Regions from separate parts of the Mus musculus genome. Here regions 2 and 3 are each linked to region 1. Evidence: chromatin contacts called from public promoter capture Hi-C data. All regions are on one chromosome and are shown on one strand. Each heading gives the region's core, a stretch centred on a gene start, on an enhancer-like site or on the middle of the called end of the contact. The rest is flanking DNA. Distances are from core to core; before and after follow the strand shown.

Region 1 (3,251 bases), core at 445-2,944:
TCTCTGAGTTAGAAGCCAGCATAGTCAACAGAGTTCCAGGACAGACAGGGCAACACAAAGAAACCCTGTTTTGAAAAATAACAAAAAAGCAAAACCAAAGCTATCTAAAGGTTGTTTTGTTTTGTTTTTAAAGATTCATGTATTATTTTATGTCTAAGAGTACACTGTTGCTGTTTTCAGACACACCAGAAGAGGGCATAAGATCACATTACAAATGGCCATGAGCCACCAAGTGGTTGCTGGGATTTGAACTCAGGACCTCTGGAAGAGCAGCCAGTAGTGCTCTTAACCACTGAGCCATCTCTCCAGCCCCTATCTAAAGGTTTAACTCAACTGACAAGATGGCTCAGTGGGTAACAAATGCAACCGACCTGCTGCCTGTTTTGAGACTGGTGTCCATGTAATGGAAGGGAAGCAGTCAACTATGCCAACTATCCTTTGACTCACACACACACACACACACACAGAGTAAAAAAATAAAAACCTAACTCTCGAAGTCTAGCAGCAGGCTTTTGGTCACTTCCCAATTTTTCCCTCCTTTATGCGAATTCTACAGTTTATAAGTCCCCCCCCCACACACACACACTCCCTTAATCAGCCTCAAATTCATTCTGTGCAAGACGAAGTGTAAACAAATCAAACTATCACAGATTGCATCAAATGAACAGCAATTATTACCTTGTAGTAGATAATGCCCTTAAGACACTCTGCACTTGGAAACTCCAAGCTGAAGTCGTGGTGGTGCATACCTGTAATTACAGCACTGAAGAGAACAGAGACAGGAGGATCACCAATTATACACCAGTGTAGGCCATACAGTAAGACCCCGTCTCAAACCGAGCAAACTAATTTTCAAAAAGCTTCCAGGCAGGCCAATAATTCTGAAGAGCATAACTACTGGGCAGATCTAGTAGCTCAGAGTGAGCCAAATTCTGCATCATTTCAATAGCCCTGAACCAATACTCAGTCTCTCTTCAGAAGCCTTCCACCACTTGAAAAACAATTTTCCTGTATTGATTTTGTTGTTGTTGTTCACAATTCTTTAAGTGTCCCCTTTCAACAGATTTCCAACTATGTCAGCCACCAAATAAATCAATCACCTTTCTATCCTATACGCGTTTTACAAACGATCGTCTAAAAATCTTTCCAGACTTGAGCAAATCCTTGTCCAGTGCGCACAAAGCCCACCGGGACCAATTCCCCGCCTGGACTGGACAAGACTCAAGACTGAGGAGATTCGGGTTTTCAGAGGTTTCTACACTTGGGCTTATTCTTAACAATTAGTTCTGAGTTTAGATCTCAGGGCTCTTGCTGGGGAAGAAAGAGGGCAGTTTCCGTCAGGTAACAGACAATAACGGAGAGACTAGAAATGCGATTCCGGAAGCAAAAGAATCAGGGTTTTGTTCCAGGGAGCCCTCGGGGGTGGAAAAGCCTTTCCTTAGAGCGGGCGCCGACGACGGCTGGGCGGGGCGCTCCTCCTCAATCTCCCAGAACCACCATGGAGGAACTCCCCGAACCAGAACCACAGTCGCTAAACCCGTCCCACCCTCTCGAAATCTTTTGGCCAACGCTCCCCGACCGCTAGGCTAACCTGGGACTCGCAGGCTCACCGTGACTCAGAACCGCTTTGGAGTCTGGAATCCTCACAGCGGCTGAACGACAGCACCACCGGAAGCGCGTCAGAGCCCCGCCCCTCTGGAGGGGGAGCAGCCGCCCCTCTAGGAATCCGAGCGTTGTCGGTATCCTGTTTCACCGGAGGCTGCGACTGTCCTGGTTGTGATCTGTTTCTCCCCCTATTTCTTTTTTTATTCTCATTCTCTCTTCCTACCCCCTCCCTTTTCTTTCTTTCGTTCATTCTTTTTTTGAGGGTGGGTGGTTTTTGGAGGGTTATGCGGCCCTGGCTGCCCTGAAACTCACTCAATAGACCAGGCTGGCCTCGAACTCAGGGATTTACTTGCCTCTGCCTCTCGAGTGCTGGGATTAAAAGCATGAGCCACCACTGCCTTGTTTTTGAGACAAACATGTCATTAGCCCTAGCTAGCCTGGAACTCTATGTATACCAGGCTGACCTCGAACTCTATAAACGATCCACTTGCCTCTAGATCAGTGAGTGAGTAAAGAGCTCATGCGTGAGGACCTACATTTGGATTTCCAGCACCACATAAAAAGACTATGGTACATCACATGCCTGTAATCCGAGTGCTGGGAGGACCCCTGCAGTCTGTTGTCTGGGCAGCCTAGCTCCAGATCAGTGACACCTTGTCTCAAAAACAAGGTAGAGAAGCAATTGAAGAAGACAGCTAACATTAACCTCTGGCCTTCACATGTTTGCAAACACACTGTGTACATGAGCACTGTAACAGTTAGGGTTCTCTAGAGTCACAGAACTAAGGGAATGTCTGTCTATACTGAGTGAATTTATTGTGATAACTTACAGTCTGTACCCCAGCAATGGTCCAAGAATCTAGTAGTTGCTCAGTCCCACGAAGCTAGGTGTTCCAGCTGGTCGTCTGTAGAAGTAGATTCCAACAGATGTGCTGGCAAGTAAGTGCAAGCAGCCGAAGAAGAGGGACTCTTCCTTCTTCCAATGTCCTTAAGCAAATCTCTAGCAGAAGGTGTGGCCCAGATTAAGTGTGTACCACCATGCCTGGCTCTTAGAACTCAGAGATCTCTTTGCCTTAGTTTCCTGGGCCTAAGTTTTTCTTTTTTGTTGTTCTTGTTTTGTTTTGTTTTTGTTTGTTTGTTTGTTTTTTGTTTTTTCAAGACAGAGTTTTTCTGTGTATCCCTGGCTGTCCTGGAACTCACTCTGTAGACCAGGCTGGCCTCGAACTAAGAAATCCACCTGCCTCTGCCTCCCAAGTGCTGGGATTAAAGGCATGAGCCACCATGCCCGGCATGGACCTAAGTTTCTCATGGCCACTATGCCTCAAGATCTCCATGCCAAGATCCAGGTCAGAATCTTCTTCCAGCCTCAAGATCTGGATCACAGGTGGATTGTAGTTCATTCCAGATAGAGTCAAGTTGACAACCAGGAATAGCCATTACAATCAAAAACACAGAGAACAATCTGCCTGAGTTCTTGTTTATGTATGAAGAAAGCAGTGTCTTGGCAGATCAGATCCAGTGTGTACTAGAGTGTAAATTGATAGCAAAGCTGAGACAAGATTTTGATTCTCTATTTGTGTATGCTTGTTCTACCACTATAGATTTTTCTTTCTGTGCTGGGGGAGGGGGGTAGAACCCAATGCCTT
Region 2 (3,547 bases), core at 156-2,655, 320 kb before region 1:
CTGCCAACAAGTACGAAAGGTTGGCCTGTGTTCCCAGCTCAGGGAGGAGAATGGTTAAGTTCAAAGCCAACTCGTGCTGCAGTTAAAACTATGTCTAAAATAAATAAATAAATAAGCAAACAAACTGTAAAAAAATTAGGAAGCTAAAAAACACATAAATAAAAATCTGTAAATGAAGTGAAATTGTGAAGAACAGGAAGAGGCTCACAAGGCCCCATTTCTCCTTGAGGATGTATAGGCAGTTAATGGTTGCATAGGGAGAGGCTCAGGAGAGCCTCTTTATTCCGTAGTATAGTAGTATAGACAATGGTGGGGCCCATGCTCCTGTAACTAACCTTCTTCCTATGTAGAAGTCGGGGGGGTCATTTAAAAAAAAAAAAAAAACTAATACTAAGGGGAAGTACTGGAAAAGAGGAAGAGAATCTGAGGGAGTAGGAAAAGGACCGGGAGGATAACAGAGGTTAGGTAGAAGAAAATACAACATTACACATAGATATAAGATGTAATGAAATGAAAGTCACTACGGTGTACCATTAATATATAAATGCTAAAATCGTGAAAGGAAAAAAAAAAGGACAAGTAACTAACTGGCTTAGGGCAGAGCACTACCTTGCATAAATGAATTCCTAGACTCCATCCCTAGAAATAGAGAGCCAGAGGCAGAAGACAGAGGGAGAGTGAAGGAAACAGCAGAGAGGAGAAGAAGTACCTACTCCGGGTCACTCAGGGACTCCCGGGACTTGAAGGACCGGGCTCATGAACAAAACGTGATGGGCTGAGATGGGTTGAGAGGTGAGGAAGTGGGCGGGGAAGGTCATGCTCACGGGCTTCCATAGAGGTTCTGAGATAGAAACATCACAAGATTGTGACTTGAGAAGCCAGGGACAAACGTGGAGATGCAAGATGAAGAGACGGGGCGGGGCGCCGGCTGCAGAAAAATCCTGGGGAGGCCGATGGCCTTGAGGGCCCAGAGACCAAGAAGGCAGCAATCCCCCATGCTGGTCAAAGTCCTACCAGATCTGGAGGCGGCCGACAAACTCCCGGCCGCGCTTGGGCAGTCATAAGTCCCGCAGTCCCGGTGTCCCCACCTAGGAGGCATCCATAGCAGCCCTGGTCATGGGAATCACGCGGACGCGACAAGACCCCCGAGCTGCAGCAGCCAGCTCAGCCTGGCCACAGCGCAGGCAGCAGGGGCACAAGCGACCCCGATGCGGGACGCGGGGCTAGGGGCCTTGTCGTGGGTAAACGCACCATTTCGGGACTCAGGTGAGCGCCCCGCCTCGCGCTGGGTGTCCAGGTACCAGCGAGTCACACGGCGACAGACACTAGGTGCAATCCAGAACACAGAGCTGGGAGAAGAAAGCGGCCACAGATGCCAAGATGGCGGGGTCAGCAACAACGTACGCAAGGCCCGCCTCCTCCCTTCCGACCGTGTGTCTGATTGGGTAGCCTTCAGTCTATTGTGTCTGATAGGGTAGCGCTTCAGGTCCACCCTGAGTGACAGTTCACGCTTCAACCCAGGGGTGGATGAAGCCAGAATTGACAAGGCCTTGCTTTCATGGGTAAATTAAGGCAGGGCTTCCTGTGACAGAACCTCCTTCCTTTTTGTTTTCACTTAACCTTGTAAATAAAGTATCTGAAAATGTGTGAATTGTATATAAATCTATATACATTGTTCGTGCCCTATGTATTCCAAGAACAAATTTAAGTATTCACTTAAAACAATCAAAACAAACATTTGGATTTGATTTTAAAAACTACCATTTAGGAAACCAATGCTGCTATGGATGCTTTTCATTGTTTACCTTAAGAAATATTTGAAAACATGTATAATGCATCCCACATACATGCAAAATATTTCCATTCCTTGGTCTTTAATCCCAGCACAAACAGAGGCCTACTGGTTTCTTTCTTTCTTTCTTTCTTTCTTTCTTTCTTTCTTTCTTTCTTTCTTTCTTTCTTTTTTTTTTTTTTCTATTTCCAACATAAACAATAATCAAATCTCTGTTATTAGGTCACCTTCCCAAGAAAGCTAGGGACATTCATACAGATGTGTATGCAAGGAATACATTTTCTCTTGTAACAATGTAGCCGAACAAGGGATCATGTCTTGAATTTGTTCTTTGATTTTAGCTAGGCAAAGCCTCACAGCATACATGGATATCATGCATAGTTCAGGCATCACAAACCATAGAACTTGTGATTGTAACTTCTGACATCATAGCAAAGGTTTCCAGTGGAATAAAGAACCAGTGAAATCAGAGTCCAGGATCTAGAACCCAGGCATTAATACGGTTAAAATGCTTTCCAGAGTAATTCAGTATGACTCCAGTCCCCCAAGACAATAGCTGTCAAGGATTACTTCGTAGTGGTTTCTTAAATTCCTTACTAATTATTTTTGAACAAACTTCTATTCTCCCCAGATTGAACAAAAGCAACAGAACAAAAAAAAAAAATCAGATTCATTCAAGCATAGCTTGGTATATTATCTCAGTCAGTGTTCTTTTGCTGTGAAGAGACACCATAACCAAGGCAATGGCTTTTAAAAAAGAAAGCATTTAACGGGGGCTTGCTTACAGTTTCGGCCATTTAGTCTATGACTCTCAAGGTAAGGAGCATGGTGGCACACAGACAGAAATGTGCTGGAGAAGTAGCTGAGAGTTCTACATCCAGATCTGCAGACAGCAGGGAGAGAGACACTGGGTCTGTCTTGGGCTCTGAAATCTCAAAGCTCATTGCTAGTGGCACACTTCTTCCAGCAAGGGTACATCTACCCCCAACAAGGTCACACCTCCTAATTCTTCTAAGTTGTGTCACTCCCTCATGATTCATCATTCAGATATATGATATGAGCCTATGGGGACCATTTTTATTCAAACCACCACATATATCAATGAGTTTAAATTTATGTATTTATATGTGTTTGCATGGGCTTGAGTATGAAAGTCCCAGGACAGTTTGCTAGACATTGTGAGTCCCAAAAATCAAACTTAAGTCACCTAGTTTGGCAGCAGTGTTTTTACTTGATGAGCCATCTTGCCATCCTCCCAGAGTTTAACTAGAGGAGTGTGTGTAAGAGCATCCATTAGGGGCATGGGTACTGAAGAGGTAAGGTACTGGGGACAACACATTGCCAGATCCTAGCAGGGAAGAGAACAATTCTATCTGGTGCCAGGACCCTAGATTGTTAAGCAGGAGCAGACCATGCTATGTAGACACTCTGTTCTGCCAGGCAACTGTGCCAACCACCACAATTTAATCCTCACTGCCATGGCGAGAGGACCCAAAGTGTGGAAATCATAGGAATAAAGAATAGTTTCATAGGAGGAAGTGCAGAGACTTTAAAAGCCATGTGGTTTGTTTTCTCCCCCGAATATAAGTCACTTATACGATACTAAGGGGACTAAAGATTGATGAGGTGTAATACCCAGGGAAAGAAACAGCAGGATTAATTGGGTGGAGATACCATCAGGCTGTGACAGATGGCATCGATGGAAACATCAGGACCTTCCTATCCACAACTGGATCAGCCACAGCAGATATTCTG
Region 3 (3,220 bases), core at 408-2,907, 370 kb after region 1:
CAGCCCCCCTGTGAAGGAGCGGGCCTGTGGTCCAGGAGAAGTAGGGGGCGGGCGGAGCCAAGAGGTGGGGCCCTGAGACAGGCCTGGCTGCGGGATAGGGGTGCTTATGCCCAAACTAGCCAGCTCCAACCTAGAATCCAATGATCTGCCTCCGGTGCCTCCAGAGGCCCCTCGAATGCCCTCCAGAAGCCGACCGAAGCTTGGAGGCTCCAGATCTCTCTCGTAAACATCCACACACGTCCACCGACCTCGACGATAAGGCTCTCCCAAACCTTGGGGCAGCTTCACCACCCGGAAACGGGAGGCAGGGGCTCCAGGTGGCGGAGAGCCATTCCGGGGGGTGCCCCTGCCCCCTGGATCAGGGTTGGGGTCCCCATTGGGGAGGCGGGGCGGGGGCCCAGCGAGAGCCGGTGGGACAGGGGAATCCGAAGCCCCTGGGCTTCCTGGGCCCTCATAGTCCGTGGTGACGCTGGTGATCTGAAAACTACTTTTCTTCTTACCACCACTCATGGTCCCTGGGGCTCCGGACTGGGCTCGGGTGGGGGAGGGGCTGGGCTCCTGGAGAGGGGCTCAGGCACCTCTGGAACAAGGGGGCCACATGGCAGGGACATCGGGGCCCCTGGGGACGTCTGGGTCCGACATGGCAGGAGGGCCTTGTGGGAACTTGGGGGTGCCTGGTTAGTGACTGGAGTACAGAGGGGAGGTGGCAGGAGGGGGGGGCAGGGGCAGGTTTTTCCTGCTGCTGTCGCCGCTGAAACCCCAAAGCTGAGCTTGCAAACTGGAAAAAGAAAGAGACAGAAAGTGAGCGAGAGTGTGTGTACGTGAGCAAAAGAAAAAGCAGGGGCCAAACCACCTCCGGGGCTTCCTCTCGGGGGAGCCGACTGGAGGGAGGAAGAAGAAAGCCACTAGAGACCCAGAGACAAGTAGAAATGACAGACCGGAGCAGAGGGGACAGAATTCAGAACACCCACAACAGGAAGAAGCAGCTGGGACCCAAAGTTGGACATTTCATGCTTGAGATCCAAACTCGTCCCCAACACGTATCTCCATGGCCAGGGGCACAGGGGTGAATCGGCTCCTCCCCTGAAAGGGCCACCCTGAGGCCTCTGCCGGGCCTCAAGCCCACCCCACCCCCATTCCAGTTCCCCCATCGCTGGTTAGGCACTGCCCGCCAAGCCAAGCGCCCCGCCCAGCCCGGGAGAACTACCTACCTCTCGGGCCTCGGCCACCGAGCTGAGCTGGAGAGAAGACCTGGGGGACTAAGATCTCTCTCTCTCTCTCTCTCTCTTTTTTTTTTAAATCCTAAGGCGGCCTAGAGCAGGCCACGGCAGGCAGCAATCAAGGGCTACCCAGTGTTCTCTGGCGTCCGCATCTCACTCTGCGAGGCATCTCGGTGGAAAGTTTGCAGTTGAGACGAGAAGAAACCAGCGCTTCCACGGGGGAGCCCAGGCGCAGCCTCGGTTAACACTCCACGGGTCTTCCCTGTTGCTGTGGGAGGGGGCGGCTCAGCCCCCCGCTGGCTCCAGTCCCTTGAGTGGCTCTCTCTCAAGGCTCCTCCCACGTGGCCCCACTGGATGTATCTCTCAGCTCCTCAGCTCCGCTCCGTCTCGGTCTGGGTCTCTGGCTCTCTTTCTGGGCTGTTGACAACCCCCACACCAGGAAGTCCTGCCTTCTCGGGCCTGCTCACTGCTCCTCTCCTCCTCCTTCCCCTCTTCCTCCTCCCTCCTCCCTCCTCCCTCCTAAGGCTCCCTGCCAGCTGGCCCGGAGCCAGGCCTGCCACAGCCGCAGCCGCAGCCGCAGCCTACAGTTGCTGCTGTAGCTGCTGCTGTTGCTGCTGCAGCTTCTGCCGCTGCGGGTCCCAAACTGGTTGCTTTAACCCTACACCTGCCAGGTTCCAGGCAACTCTTCCTCGGAGGGAGGGGCATGAGGGCGGAGAAAAAGAGGAGGAGCCTGCGGGAGGCCAGGGATTCCCTTACTTGTAGGCTTTTGCAGGTTCTCCAAAAGAGTCTCAAGGAACGTGCCAGACATGTTCTGGGTACCTGACTGTCCATAAATACATAGTCAATGTGACCCACTGGCTGTGATTTGTCACAGCGTCTCTGGTTTTCACCGTAAATTCACGAGAAACTCCTTTCCCCACTCTGTTTTCAAAAGCGAGCGGCTATGAAAATTTTCAAACATGCCCTAAAGTAGAGGAACTAGGAGAATGAACGCCCATACACGCCATCATGGACTTGTAACAAGTATCAGCTGTACCCAAACGTGTTTTATTCCTCCAATATCTTTTCTCGGATTTTGCTGCAATATTTGAATTTTTTTTTTTTTTTTTTTTTTTTTTTTTTTTTTTTACTGTGAATGTATGTATGTGTAGATCTGGAGGTCAACTTGAAGGAGTCAGTTTTCTCTTCCACTATGTGGGTCCAAGGATGGAATAGTGCCAACCATCCGGTTTGGTGGTAAGGCCCTTTACCCACTGAGCCATCCTGTCTATCCTGCTCCTGCTCCAGTATATGAAATCAAATCTCTGATACGGTGTTTCCCTCTCTTAAAAAGGGAAAATTGGAGAAAGCAAACTATCCAAGAAGGCTGTTGGTGGTAGGGTAGACATGTGTGTGGCGTGTGTGTGCACATGAATGAGTAGTTGCACACACTTGTGTGTGTTTGTTAGCCACAGGACCACACTGGGTGTCCTACTCAGGGTCTCTCATTGAATGCATAGCTTGGTAGGCATCCAGCAAGCCCCAATAATTCTACATCTATTCTCCACAACACTGAGGTTATAGGCACACATGGTTATGCCTGGCTTCTCATGTGGCTACTGAAGATTTGAACTCAGGTCCTCATGCTTGAGTAGCAAGAACTTTTACCTGCTGAGCCACTCCTCAGCCCAGAACAGGCATTGCTACCTTCTCATCTTTGTCCCTCATATAAACACTTAGGTAGATGGGAAGATGAAGTTGCTCACTTCTGCTTCCCCAAGTGCTTGGACACACACCCATGTCCACACAACTACCCCGTGCGTATACCTGAGAACCAATCCCAGCTGGCTACAGACCAGCTCTTTCCCATCTCCAGCCCTCTCCCACCTGTCCCATATTATCCCTTCATCATTATGAAGGAGAATCTGCACACACATAAAGGGTCTATTCTGCAACTGGCAAGAAAAAAAGCGAACTCCCAACTGCCATTTTTCTTTCTTGGCACCCATACTGGCATTCTG

Evidence for each region. Promoter capture Hi-C pulls out the DNA fragments that hold promoters and counts their contacts. Capture Hi-C pulls out chosen DNA fragments and counts their contacts.
Region 2: a contact with region 1 is called in a promoter capture Hi-C map of adipose tissue. The contact joins the promoter of Zfp157 here to the promoter of Zscan21 in region 1. A contact is called at or near these places in 2 of 39 promoter capture datasets (hippocampal neurons and pre-B cells) and 1 of 9 other capture datasets (adipose tissue).
Region 3: a promoter capture Hi-C map of the SN4741 cell line shows a contact between it and region 1, with 4 times the contacts expected there. The contact joins the promoter of Tsc22d4 here to the promoter of Zscan21 in region 1. A contact is called at or near these places in 1 of 39 promoter capture datasets (the SN4741 cell line), 2 of 115 datasets of contacts at active chromatin or transcription factors (embryonic stem cells and pancreatic cancer cells) and 1 of 9 other capture datasets (adipose tissue).

What each region holds. Positions count from the first base shown.
Region 1 is chr5:138,115,348-138,118,598 of GRCm38.p6, reverse strand. It overlaps Zscan21 (zinc finger and SCAN domain containing 21), which reads right to left and starts at 1,694. Exons shown (of 5, transcript NM_011757.3): 1 at 1,592-1,694; 2 at 679-763.
Region 2 is chr5:138,439,334-138,442,880 of GRCm38.p6, reverse strand. Zfp157 (zinc finger protein 157) reads right to left here and starts at 1,405. Exons shown (of 5, transcript NM_028130.3): 1 at 1,252-1,405. The coding sequence starts at 1,254.
Region 3 is chr5:137,744,406-137,747,625 of GRCm38.p6, reverse strand. It overlaps Tsc22d4 (TSC22 domain family, member 4), which reads right to left and starts at 1,657. Exons shown (of 5, transcript NM_023910.6): 1 at 1,212-1,657; 2 at 1-778. The coding sequence starts at 510.